2 separate regions of the Sus scrofa genome follow, and region 1 is linked to region 2. The links are chromatin contacts, called in public Hi-C maps. All regions are on one chromosome and are shown on one strand. The core of a region is the stretch at or near the end of the contact, and the rest is flanking DNA. Distances in the headings are between cores, read along the strand shown. Region 1 overlaps WWP2 (NEDD4-like E3 ubiquitin-protein ligase WWP2). Region 2 overlaps WWP2 (NEDD4-like E3 ubiquitin-protein ligase WWP2).

What was found. A called contact is a pair of places that touch in the nucleus more often than the background predicts.
Region 1: a contact with region 2 is called in a Hi-C map of liver, with 2.6 times the contacts expected there. The contact joins two enhancer-like sites. A contact is called at or near these places in 21 of 47 Hi-C or Micro-C datasets (adipocytes, blood, brain and 12 more) and 2 of 2 datasets of contacts at active chromatin or transcription factors (alveolar macrophages and skeletal muscle).

Annotation. Positions count from the first base shown.
Region 1 is chr6:17,066,203-17,071,596 of Sscrofa11.1, reverse strand. It overlaps WWP2 (NEDD4-like E3 ubiquitin-protein ligase WWP2), which reads left to right. Exons shown (of 24, transcript XM_021093861.1): 22 at 171-267; 23 at 457-529; 24 at 1,006-2,817. The coding sequence ends at 1,105. Among named protein-coding and RNA genes, the nearest start is that of MIR140, 8.7 kb to the left of the region's middle. Within about 2 kb of position 2,211, at least 10 of the 83 cell types and tissues checked have an H3K27ac peak or open chromatin away from gene starts, as enhancers often do. A contact at or near this core is called in liver, where this site is marked.
Region 2 is chr6:17,176,733-17,181,858 of Sscrofa11.1, reverse strand. The region is part of intron 4 of WWP2 (NEDD4-like E3 ubiquitin-protein ligase WWP2); the gene reads left to right. Among named protein-coding and RNA genes, the nearest start is that of WWP2, 49 kb to the left of the region's middle. Within about 2 kb of position 1,813, at least 15 of the 83 cell types and tissues checked have an H3K27ac peak or open chromatin away from gene starts, as enhancers often do. A contact at or near this core is called in liver, where this site is marked.

The DNA of each region.
Region 1 (5,394 bases), core at 962-3,461, 110 kb after region 2:
TAGAGAGAATGGCTTTGGGGTTGCCCAGGTGGCAGTGGTCAGCTCCCCCTCCAGCCCGGGCTCCGAGTTCTCCGTCCCAAAGAGGGGCCCGGCTCAGTGGAGAGTTAGAGGTCAGGGGAGGTACTGGGCCAAGCGGCTCCCTGACGCTGCCTTGGCTTGTGGAGCTGCAGGTGGTGAAGGAGATGGACAACGAGAAGAGGATCCGGCTGCTGCAGTTTGTCACTGGGACCTGCCGCCTGCCCGTTGGGGGCTTCGTCGAACTCATTGGTACATTTCCCCTTGGCCTGCGGGTGCCCTTGGGGGGGTGAGGACAGCTCAAAGAAGGGGGCAGGACCTAGTGTCTTCCTGGAAGCAGATCAGTGGGAGGGAGGCTGAGCCTTCAGCGGTTGGAGCCGGAGGGTCCTGCCTTCGGAAGGGACCATCCTGTGACACACAGTGCATTTTTCCGGACCACAGGAAGCAATGGGCCACAGAAGTTTTGCATTGACAAGGTTGGCAAGGAAACTTGGCTGCCCAGGAGCCACACCTGGTGAGTGTGTTGGTTGGAGGGGAGGTGGCAGGAACCTGAGGCCGGGAGAGCGCCAGAAGGCAGCCCAGTGGGCGAGGTGTCTTCAGGGCCTTGACACTGGCCACTCTTGAGTAGCTCTGGGTGTTGGGCTTAGAGAGGAGGGGTGTGGCATGCCTGGGCCTCTGACCTTTGGGAGCTGTCACGCAGTTCCGCGCTCTGTTGGCCACCCCAGGGGTTCACTACTGAAACACCCTCTTCAAGTAGGCAAAGAGCTGCTGTTCCGAGCGCCCCCTGTTGTTCCCCATCTCCCCTGCAGCCCTGCCTCCTCTAAGCCCTGCTTGGTCCAGGGACACAGCAGAGAACCCTGTCCCAGGATCTGTCTGCCTGGCATCACGGTTGAGCGCAGTGGGGTGGTGGTGGTGGGGTTCTATGTGGACCCCCGGTGGCTGTGAGAGCTCTGACCTCCCTGTGCTGTCTGCCCAATTCTTTCTCACCAGTTTCAACCGGCTGGACCTCCCACCATACAAGAGCTACGAACAGCTGAAAGAGAAGCTGCTGTACGCCATCGAGGAGACCGAGGGCTTCGGACAGGAGTAGCTGAGGCCGCCCTCTCCCACGCCCCCCAGCACATATGCAGTCCTGAGTCCTCCCTGCCCGAGAGGCTGCTGGCTGCGCAGCCCCCGGGAGGCCCCTGCAGACGGTGGCCCCGTGTGGGACCACAGCGTCGTCAGGCCGGTGGCGGCAGAGCCTGCCTTCAAGAGGTCCCGCCTGCCCCTCCCTCCTACCCACTGGTGGCAGCCTGGAATAAAGCCCCCATGTCACCCTCGGCCCCATCACCCACTGCAGTGTCGGGAGAGCTGCCCCTCTGTGCAGAGCTCACCCTCCTTCTCCCCGAGACCCGCCCTAGCTGTGTGTGAGGGTGCCAGGCAGGGCGCCCGAGCCCAAGCCCTGGGCCTCACGGGCTGGCTAGGTGAGAAGGAGACCGGCCACTCGGGGTAGGTGTTCTGGGCTAAGGAAGCCCAAGGTCTTCGCCAGTAAAAGAGGTTCTGTTTTATATGGAACTTTCCAGTGACCTGTGTAAAGGAAGGTCTGAGGGAGAGGAGCTCTGGATCTAGGCCACCTCCCTCAATGGCTCTAGCTCCCGAGGCCGAGCAGCAAGGCCCCTTCCTGCACTCGGCGCGGGCCCGTTCGTTCTTTCCAGCAGATAAAGGGTCATGTCAGTGGGATGGAAACAGCAAACGCCCTCAGACTTTCTTTTCCCTTTGACATAAACTTGAAGCATTTTGTGTGTGGGGTTGCTTTGTGTTTCGTGGTTGCTATGCTGCTGTCACTTTCCATCAAGGAGCTGGCGTGCCAGGCATGGCTAGGACCTCGACGGCCCCAGCCCTGTTTGTCCAAGAATTGCCCCAACAGCGGCTCCACTTAGGAACCTGCTCAGCAGTTGTGTGAGCTCAGGCAGGCCTGACCTGGCAGCTCAGCTTCACAGCAGCCTTGTCCCCGAGCCCTGACAGAGAGGGAAGGGCGCTGTTGTCCCGAGTGCCACCCCAACCTTGCCCTCTCCCTCCGCGAAGAACCCCCCCCGCCCCCACCACCGCTAGATGTAGCGATGGGGCTCAAGTCCCTGGACCTCCAGGCAGCCCGTGCGTCCGGGTGGAGAATGAGGTGGGACGCAGCCACTGTGGAGTGAGCCTACTCTGCCTCCAAGTGAGGCGACAGCTGCTTGTAGGAAACCAGCAGAAGGGCCCTGAGCTGCCATGCCCAGTCGGGCCTGATTTCTGGAGCTCCCGCCAGCCTCTGCCGTGGGCATCCTGCCATGTGTTGCAATCGTCAAGGTGAACACACTCCTCTGGGAAGCTGGAGTGGTGACTGTCGCGGGGCCCCCATGCAGCCCTCGGGCCGGTCCAGGGGCCTTCTGAGGACCCTGTCATGGTCCCAGGGCCTCGTCCTTCCCTGGCCCGGCCCAGGGAGGAGGGCCCTGGCCGCTCTGTTGCGCGTGCTGATGTCAGCGGCTCAGTTCATCGCGGCTCAACCATTTTTCCTTCCCTGGAATCGTTTGCCGTGCTTCCCTGCAGCATCTCACCGTGTTGGGGGTTGGGGTGCCAGCTGCCAGGCGGGGTTTGGAAGCCTCGGGCTCTGGGTGTGCGGAGTGTGTTCATGTGGGTGTGTGTGTACATATGTGTATATAACTGAGGTGTCTGTACGGAATGCCCTTTGGTAGCTCTGAGGTGGTCACCAGATTGTTTTGTAACGCTCCCCGCCCTTGCCTCGGTATTGCCAGTTTCTTGTGCAATAAACAATCAGCAGCTGTGGGTGGTGTTGGCGTGGATGTGTCCAAATCTCTGTCCTCCAGGCAAAAGGCCTCTGGGCCCCACACACCCTCCAGGTCCAGACTGGGTGGAAATTCCATGACCTTGCTGGTTTTGAGAATTGTGTGCGTCATCTACCAAGACAGCCGCACTTCTGACAGGTTGCTGTGTCCTTGTCCAGGGGTTCCAGACTTCAGCCCTCCGTCACTTGGTTCGCGGCACCCTTTTGGCCTGGGTCTCTTTGGGCAGGTGCTGTGGCACAGGAGTGCCAAGAGATGAGGCTACAGGTTAGACAGGCTTCGGGCACCAGCTCCTGGGGACAGTGTTCTGGGCGATCATTCATTCGAGAAACATTTCCTGGGATCTCTTGAGTTCCCTGATGGTGCAGAGGGCTCTCTGGTCTTGGGCTCTTGGTCAGACAAGGGCTTGCTGACCCCTTTCTTGAAGGGTTCCGATGGGACCCATCAGTGCGGTCTTGGTGCTTTCGACATGGAAATGACTTTGTCCTGGATCAAGCCTTGCTGTGATCAGGCTTCTTTCCAGGGGAGGCAGAGATGTACAGAGCACCTCCTTCCTGGAGTTCATGAGCCGAATTCACTACCCCCCAACTCCGAAGCCTTTCTCCACTTGACAGGGCAGTGCCGTACTTTCGAGGAAATGATCCACCGAAGTCTATACATTATACAGACATCTCATAATCAATTCAAGTAAGACACCTCTCGGTGAAACTGTTCTCCCCACAAGTAACTGCTGTTCAGTGGGTGGTCCTTCCAAACAATTTTGTGTGTATAAATCATATATACATATAGTTGGAAAATACACCAAAAATGACATACATGTTGAGCAGCTTATCTCATTAAATGAGGTATTAGGGACACCTTTCCATGATTGTCAGCATAGGTCCAATGAATTCTTTAGGGCGTGATAGTCCACGGTATGGCTGTTCTGTAGCACACCCGTCTTTGTCCGAACAGGCATTGCATTTGTGTCCAGTTTGCTGGTGAATGCTGTTGGCCAGGTCTTGTGCATCGATGCTGCTTTTCCAGGAGGGGCCCGTCCTGGAGTTGGACTGTTGATTATGCACTTTTTTTTTTTTCTTTTTTGGTCTTTTCTAGGGCCGCACCCGTGGCATAGGGAGGTTCCCAGGCTAGGGGTCTAATCAGAGCTGCAGCCGCCTGCCTACACCACAGCCACAGCAATGCGGGATCTGAGCCGTGCCTGCAAACTACACCACAGCTCACTGCAACGCCAGATCCTTAACCCACTGAGTGAGGCCAGGGATTGAACCCGCAACCTCATGGTTCCTAGTCAGATTTGTTAACCACTGCGCTACGGGGAGAACTCCTGTGCACCTCTATTTTTAATTTAAAAACTTTTAAAAAGGTTTCAAACTCCAGGCTAGAAAGGGTCCACTGTGAAAGCCCCCCTCCTTTGTTCCTTAGCCATTCTGATCACCTTCTGGAGGCAGGCATTGTCGCTGGTTTCTTTTGGATCCTTCCAGATAGATTCTACCCAGCAGGCATTGTCGCTGGTTTCTTTTGGATCCTTCCAGATAGATTCTACCCAGTTGCCCTTCAGAAACATTCTTGTCTTACCAGCCTTTGCAGTGGACAGGACCCCTTGCTGCCCCACTCTGGTCACTCAGTCTATGAGCTCCCTGTCTCTCCTTTCGGCTCTTCTTCCACTTCTCCATCTCCTAACTCTGGGCATCTGCCCTTTTACTTTTGCATGGTCAAAGTAGGTTTTTTTTTTTTTATTTAAAATATTTATATTCCGAAGTTCTCATTGTGGTGAAGCAGAAACGATTCTGACTCATATCCACGAGAAGGCGGGTTTGATCCCTGGCCTCACTCTGGGTTGGAGATCCGGCGTTGCTATGAGCTATGGTGTAGGTCACAGATGCAGCTCGGATCCCATGTTGCTGTGGCTGTGCTTGGCAGCTGCAGTTCCAATTTGAGCCCTAGCCTGGGAACTTCTATATGCCGCAAGTATGGCCTTAAAAAGCCAAAAAAAAAAAAAAAAAAAAGCAATAAATATTTATATTCTATTGTGTAACTATTATGAAGCCTGTATTTTTTTTTTTTTTTCGCTGCATGCAGAAGTTCCTGGGCCAGGAATCAAACCTTCGCCCTGGCAGTGATCAGAGCCACTGCAGTTAAGGATCCAGGACCACTGGATCCTTAACTTACTGCACTACAAGGGAACTCCAGCCTGAATTTTTTCTGAAGGTTTATTAAGGAAGCTGAAAAGCATGGAGTTCCTGTTGTGGCGCAGTGGTTAATGAATCCGACTGGGAGCCATGAGGTTGCGGGTTCGATCCCTGCCCTTGCTCAGTGGGTTAAGGATCCAGTGTTGCTGTGGCTGTGGTGTAGGTTGGCGGCTGCAGCTCTGATTAGACCCCTAGCCTGGGAACCTCCACATGTTGTGGGAGCGGCCCTAGAAAAGGCAAAAAGACAAAAAAAAAAAAAAAAAAAAAAAAACCCAGAAAGAAAACTGAAAAGCAACAAATATGTGCACACTACTAAGATGGTAATAATGCCTATTACTCCAGAACTAAATAATATAGTACAACTAATTCTT
Region 2 (5,126 bases), core at 564-3,063:
AATTTGTTTTTAATTGCATGAATATCGACTTTTAAAAACCTTTTCGTTAGGGGAATTTTCAAACCTAATCCCTGCCCTCCAGCTTCAGAGTTGTCAACATAGGTTTCAACCGCCCCCGTCCGCTGGACGGTCTCCCTTTCTTTCTGGCTTGCTGGCACGTAGGACCCGGGACCCACTTTTGTCCTGAAGCGCTCCTCTCCCGCAGCCAGCCTCATCAGCACCACAGACCTTGGCACTACCAGTTCGTCCTGCTTCTGAGGAGGGAAATCTAGCTTGAGGTGGATTAAAAACGACAACAGCAACAAAACTCCTTTACTTTAAAATAATTTCAGGAGTTCTGTTGTGGCACAGCGGAAATGAATCCGACTAGGAACCATGAGGTTGTGGGTTCGATCCCTGGCCTTGCTCAGTGGGTTAAGGATCCGACGTTGCCGTGAGCCTGTGGTGTAGGTCACAAACATGGCTCGCAACTGGCATGGCTGTGGCTGTGGCTGTGGCGTCGGCCAGCAGTTTAGCTCCGATTTGACCCCTAGCCTGGGAACTCCCACAAGCCATGGGTGAGGCTCTCAAAAGACAAGAAAAAAATAAAAATAAAAAATTTCAAACTCAGAGACAGGTTACAAGCATAGGACCAAGAATACCCCTCTACCCTTCACCCAACTGTTGATATTTTGGTGCATTGGCCATAACATCGTCTCCATCTGTATATACACATATAATGATTTGCTGAGTCATTTAAAATGACAAATCTTGTACTTCTTTATCCCTAAATAGTTAAGTGTCTGTTTCCTAAGAAGAAGGGTATTTTCTTACTGAAGTACTGTATAATTAACCAAATCAAGAAACCTAACGTTCTGGAGTTCCCATTGTGGCTCAACCAGATCGGCAACATCTCTGCAGTGCCAGGACACAGGTTTGATTCCTGGCTGGGCACAGTGGGGTTAAGGATCCAGCGTTGATGAAGTTGTGGTGTATGTCACAACTGAGGCTCGGATCTGATCCCTGGCCTGGGAACTCACTGTGGCCTGGGGCAGCCAAAAAAGGGGAAGAATTTAAAAAAACAAAAACCAAAAAGCCAGAGTTCACATTGTGGCACAGCAGAAATGAGTCCTACTAGGAACCATGAGGTTGCGGGTTTGATCCGTGGCCTGGCTCAGTGGGTTAAGGATCCGGCGTTGCTGTGAGCTGTGGTGTAGGTCGCAGGTGTAGCTTGGATCTGGCGTTGCTGTGGCTGTGGTGTAGGCTGGCAGCTGTAGCTCTGATTTGACCCTTAGCCTGGGACCCTCCACATGCAGCGGGTGTGGCCCTAAAAAGCAAAAAACAAAAACAAAACCCCCCCAAACTAACAAAAAAACCCCAGTGCACACAGACATGTAAATATCTACTCCTTTGTCTTGTATTAAACATGATGAATTTGTACTGAAACCTCCGGTTCTAATTCAGCCCCGCAGGGTTCTTGCTGATACTCCTGCTTTCCTAAGAGCCCTGCCTCTTCCCATCATCCATCAATTCACTCATTTCCTCAGTTCTGCAGGCACAGGAGGTGGTTTGAGAATCACTGTACCCAAACCACTGCAAGGAATGAAGTACCTTTGAAAAACTCTTTGCTTAAGCTCTTCATTTTCTATGTAGGTCTGTTTTCTTTCCACATGTGTGTCTCCAGACTGAAAAAAAAAAAAAAAAAAAAAAAGCAGAGAAAAAAAAGCAAACAGCTTCCTATTTATTTAAAAATCTTCTAAGCAGAGGGTTGTTACTGCACTTTACGTTCCGAGAACAGATAGGCCAGTCACGAGCCCTCCCTCCCTCCTTCTCTGCGAGGATGGTGTGCTCTGGTGTGTGGGCCGTGTGTGGCTCAAGGAGGCAGGCCTGACACACAGTGCATGCATTGATTTTAAAGTAAACACAGCGCTGTTTTTCCAGTTTTTCCACTGAAAGGTAAATAAAACCACTGATCCTTGGAACGTGAGTCAGGGGGAGACGAGAGAAAATTTTAAAACGTTGCTCCTCACTTGAAAACAGTTTTAAGTTTGAAAAAGTATTCACTGCTTCTTCAGCTGAGGGGGAGGCAGGCAAGAGATGGAAGCGAAAAGGAAGTACGTGACAGTGCTATGGACTGGTAGGGAGCTGTTCTTTAGAACATAGCTGCAAACTCCAGTGCCTTGATGAGGCCTGATGGGAGGAATGGCCAAGCCAGTCCTGCAGAGCCAAGAGGTTACGTTTATGAACCTGGTCAGCCACTAAGACCTAGTTATTTCAGTCTCATGGAAGGCTCACAGAAAGTTTCTGAGAAATTCTCTCTTGCTCCCAAAAGTGAAAATATGTATATATTTTTTTTGTCTTTTTAGAATCACACCCGTGGCATATGGCGATTCCCAGGCTAGGGGTTGAATTGAAGCTGCAGCCCCCAGCCTACACCATAGCCACAACAATGTGGGATTGGAGCTGCATTTGGGACTTATACTACAGCTCACGGCAACGCCGGATCCTTAACCCACTGAGCAAGGCCAGGGATCAAACCCGCAACCTCATGGTTCCTAGTCGGGTTCATAGCCACTGAGCCAAGATGGAAGCTCCCCAAAATTGAAAGTATTATAATTGTTCCTTGGTATCTGTGGGGCCTGCCCCAATACCACAGGCCAAAGATGCTCAAGTCCCTTATGTGAAATAGTGTTATATTTGCATATAACCTATGCACATACCTCGTATCTGTTAAATCATCTCTAAATTACTTATAATACCTCATACAATGTAAGTGCTTTGTGAATTGTTGTTGGAGCACAGTAAATTCAAGGTTGGCTTTTGGGAACTTTCTGAAATTTTTTTTTTTCCCTCATGTGTAAGTTCCCAAGGTAAGGATCAAACATGAACCACAGTGGTGACAGTGCCATATCCCTAACTCCTAGGCCACCAGGGAACTCCCTGGAATTTTCTTTTTTTCTGATTTTTTTGTTTTTGTTTTTGTTTTTTTAGGGCTGCACCATGGCATATGGAGGTTCTCAGGTGAATCGGAGCTGTAGCCACTGGCCTATGTTAGAGCCACAGCAATGCAGGATCTGAGCCTCATCTGTAACCTACACACAGCTCAGGGCAATGCCGGATCCCTAACCCACTGATCAAGGCCAGGGATTGAACCCACAACCTCATGGTTCCTAATCAGACTTGTTTCCACTGCACCATGGTGGAAACTCCTTTTTCTGAATATTTTTGATCCCCATTTGGGTGAATCTGGATGTGGAACCTCTGGATATGGGGGCAATGAGGGGACTATTAATACTTTTTTGTGATTATAAAGGAAGCATAAACCTAAAACTGAAAATGTTATCATTATTTTTTGGATTTTTATTCTTTCGTGCTTGTTGAAAAAAAAGACAAAAACATTGTGACCGCTTAGTATGTGCCAGGTATGAAGTCTTAATATATATGTGTGTGTATATATAGATATATATATATTTTTTCCTTCTCATTTAATCCTCCTCATACCCATGAGGTAGGTGGTACTGCCATCTCCTTTGAGGAGGAAACAGGCAGACATGCTGTAACTTGCCCAAGGTCGCATAGTAGGTGGAGGCAGAGTTGGGATTTGACCCAGGCCTTTTTGTCTCAAGAGCCTTTGCCTGCACTCTCTGCATATATTGCCTTTCAACGAAGGAGGTTAAAAATCATGGGAAATTCTTTTTTTTTTTTTTTTTTTTTTTTGTCTTGTTAGGGAAAGATCACTGGAAATTCTTTTTTTTCCCCCCACAATGCTTGCAAATCTTGTTCTGTTGTTATGAACTCCATTGAGTGTTTGTATTTTTTAAAGAATTTTTTAGAGCAGTTTTAGTCTCACAGCAGAATTGAGAAGATATGTGGAAATTTTTTTATTCAGAGCTAACCCTGTTAATATTTTGGTATATATCCCCTCAGCTTTTGGGGTGTATGTCAATCATATGTATATAATACAGTCATGTATATGTGCGTGTATAGCTTTTTTCCCAAACTAGGAACTCGCTGTATGTATTGCTTTATAAGTTGCTTTTTTTTCCACCCAGTCTTTCCACCACAATGAAACTAGATCCTTTTAATGGCTCCAATAGCATTTTTTGGGTATGAATACACCATAGTTTAACCAGTCTTTTATTGTTGGCTGTTGCTATTCCTTTACTACTATAAGCAAGAGTTTTCGGTAAATTCTTGTAAAGATATCTTTGTTCTCTTGTCTTTTTTTTTTTCTTAGGGTAGTAAATTCCTAGGCATGCATCACTGGGTCAGAAGGCAGGCACGTTTCAGGTTTTGTGATGCCTGTGGCCTGGGTCTGTTGCAAAGACTGAATTCACACTCCCACAGTGTGTGCGCACGTGGCACATGGCCCTGTTTCGTTTAATCTCAGTTGTGCTGGGTGTTGCCAGTCTTTTTAACCTCTGCCAGTCTGTTTGGCTTGGAAAAGTGATTAATCTGTTAACTTGCATCTCTTTTCTATCTCCTTCTCCCTTTTTCTTCTGCTGCTGCTGCTTTTTTTTTTTTTTTTTTTTTTTTTTTTTGCTTTTTAGGGCCGCACCCAAGGCATAAGGAGGTTCCCAGGCTAAGAATTAAATTGGAGCTACAGTGGCCAGCCTACACCACAGCCACAGCCACGCCAGATCCTTAACCCACTGAGCGAGACCAGGGCTGGAACCCACAACCTCATGGTTCCTAGTTGGATTTGTTTCCCGTGCGCTGCGACAGGAACTCCCTCGCCAGTGCTGTGCATGTTCTTCAGCCGCCGCCCTGCGGCTCACTCCAGTGGTCAGTTCTCATCCCCAGCTCCTTGCCTTGAAAACTGGATGCAGAGAATCCATCCTTCCTCCTTGATGCTCTCTTTCCACTTGGTCGTCTGTCTTTCCTTCTGGTCACTCTTTTCCAGTCTCCTTTGCCGGTGTCCTCCTCACCACTCTAGAAACATTGTGATGCCTCGAGATGGCTTAGTCCTACATCCACTTGTTAATTTACACCTCTTCTTGTCATGGCCTCATCAGCCTCCTGGGCTTTAAATTTGGTCTGTTCCCCTGTGACTCACACCTGGGCCTTGCCCTGGGCAACCAGCGGTGGTGTTTGAAGCTGCCCGATTAGCATCCTCGGATGAACACGTTAAAAGCTGAGCTGCCTGC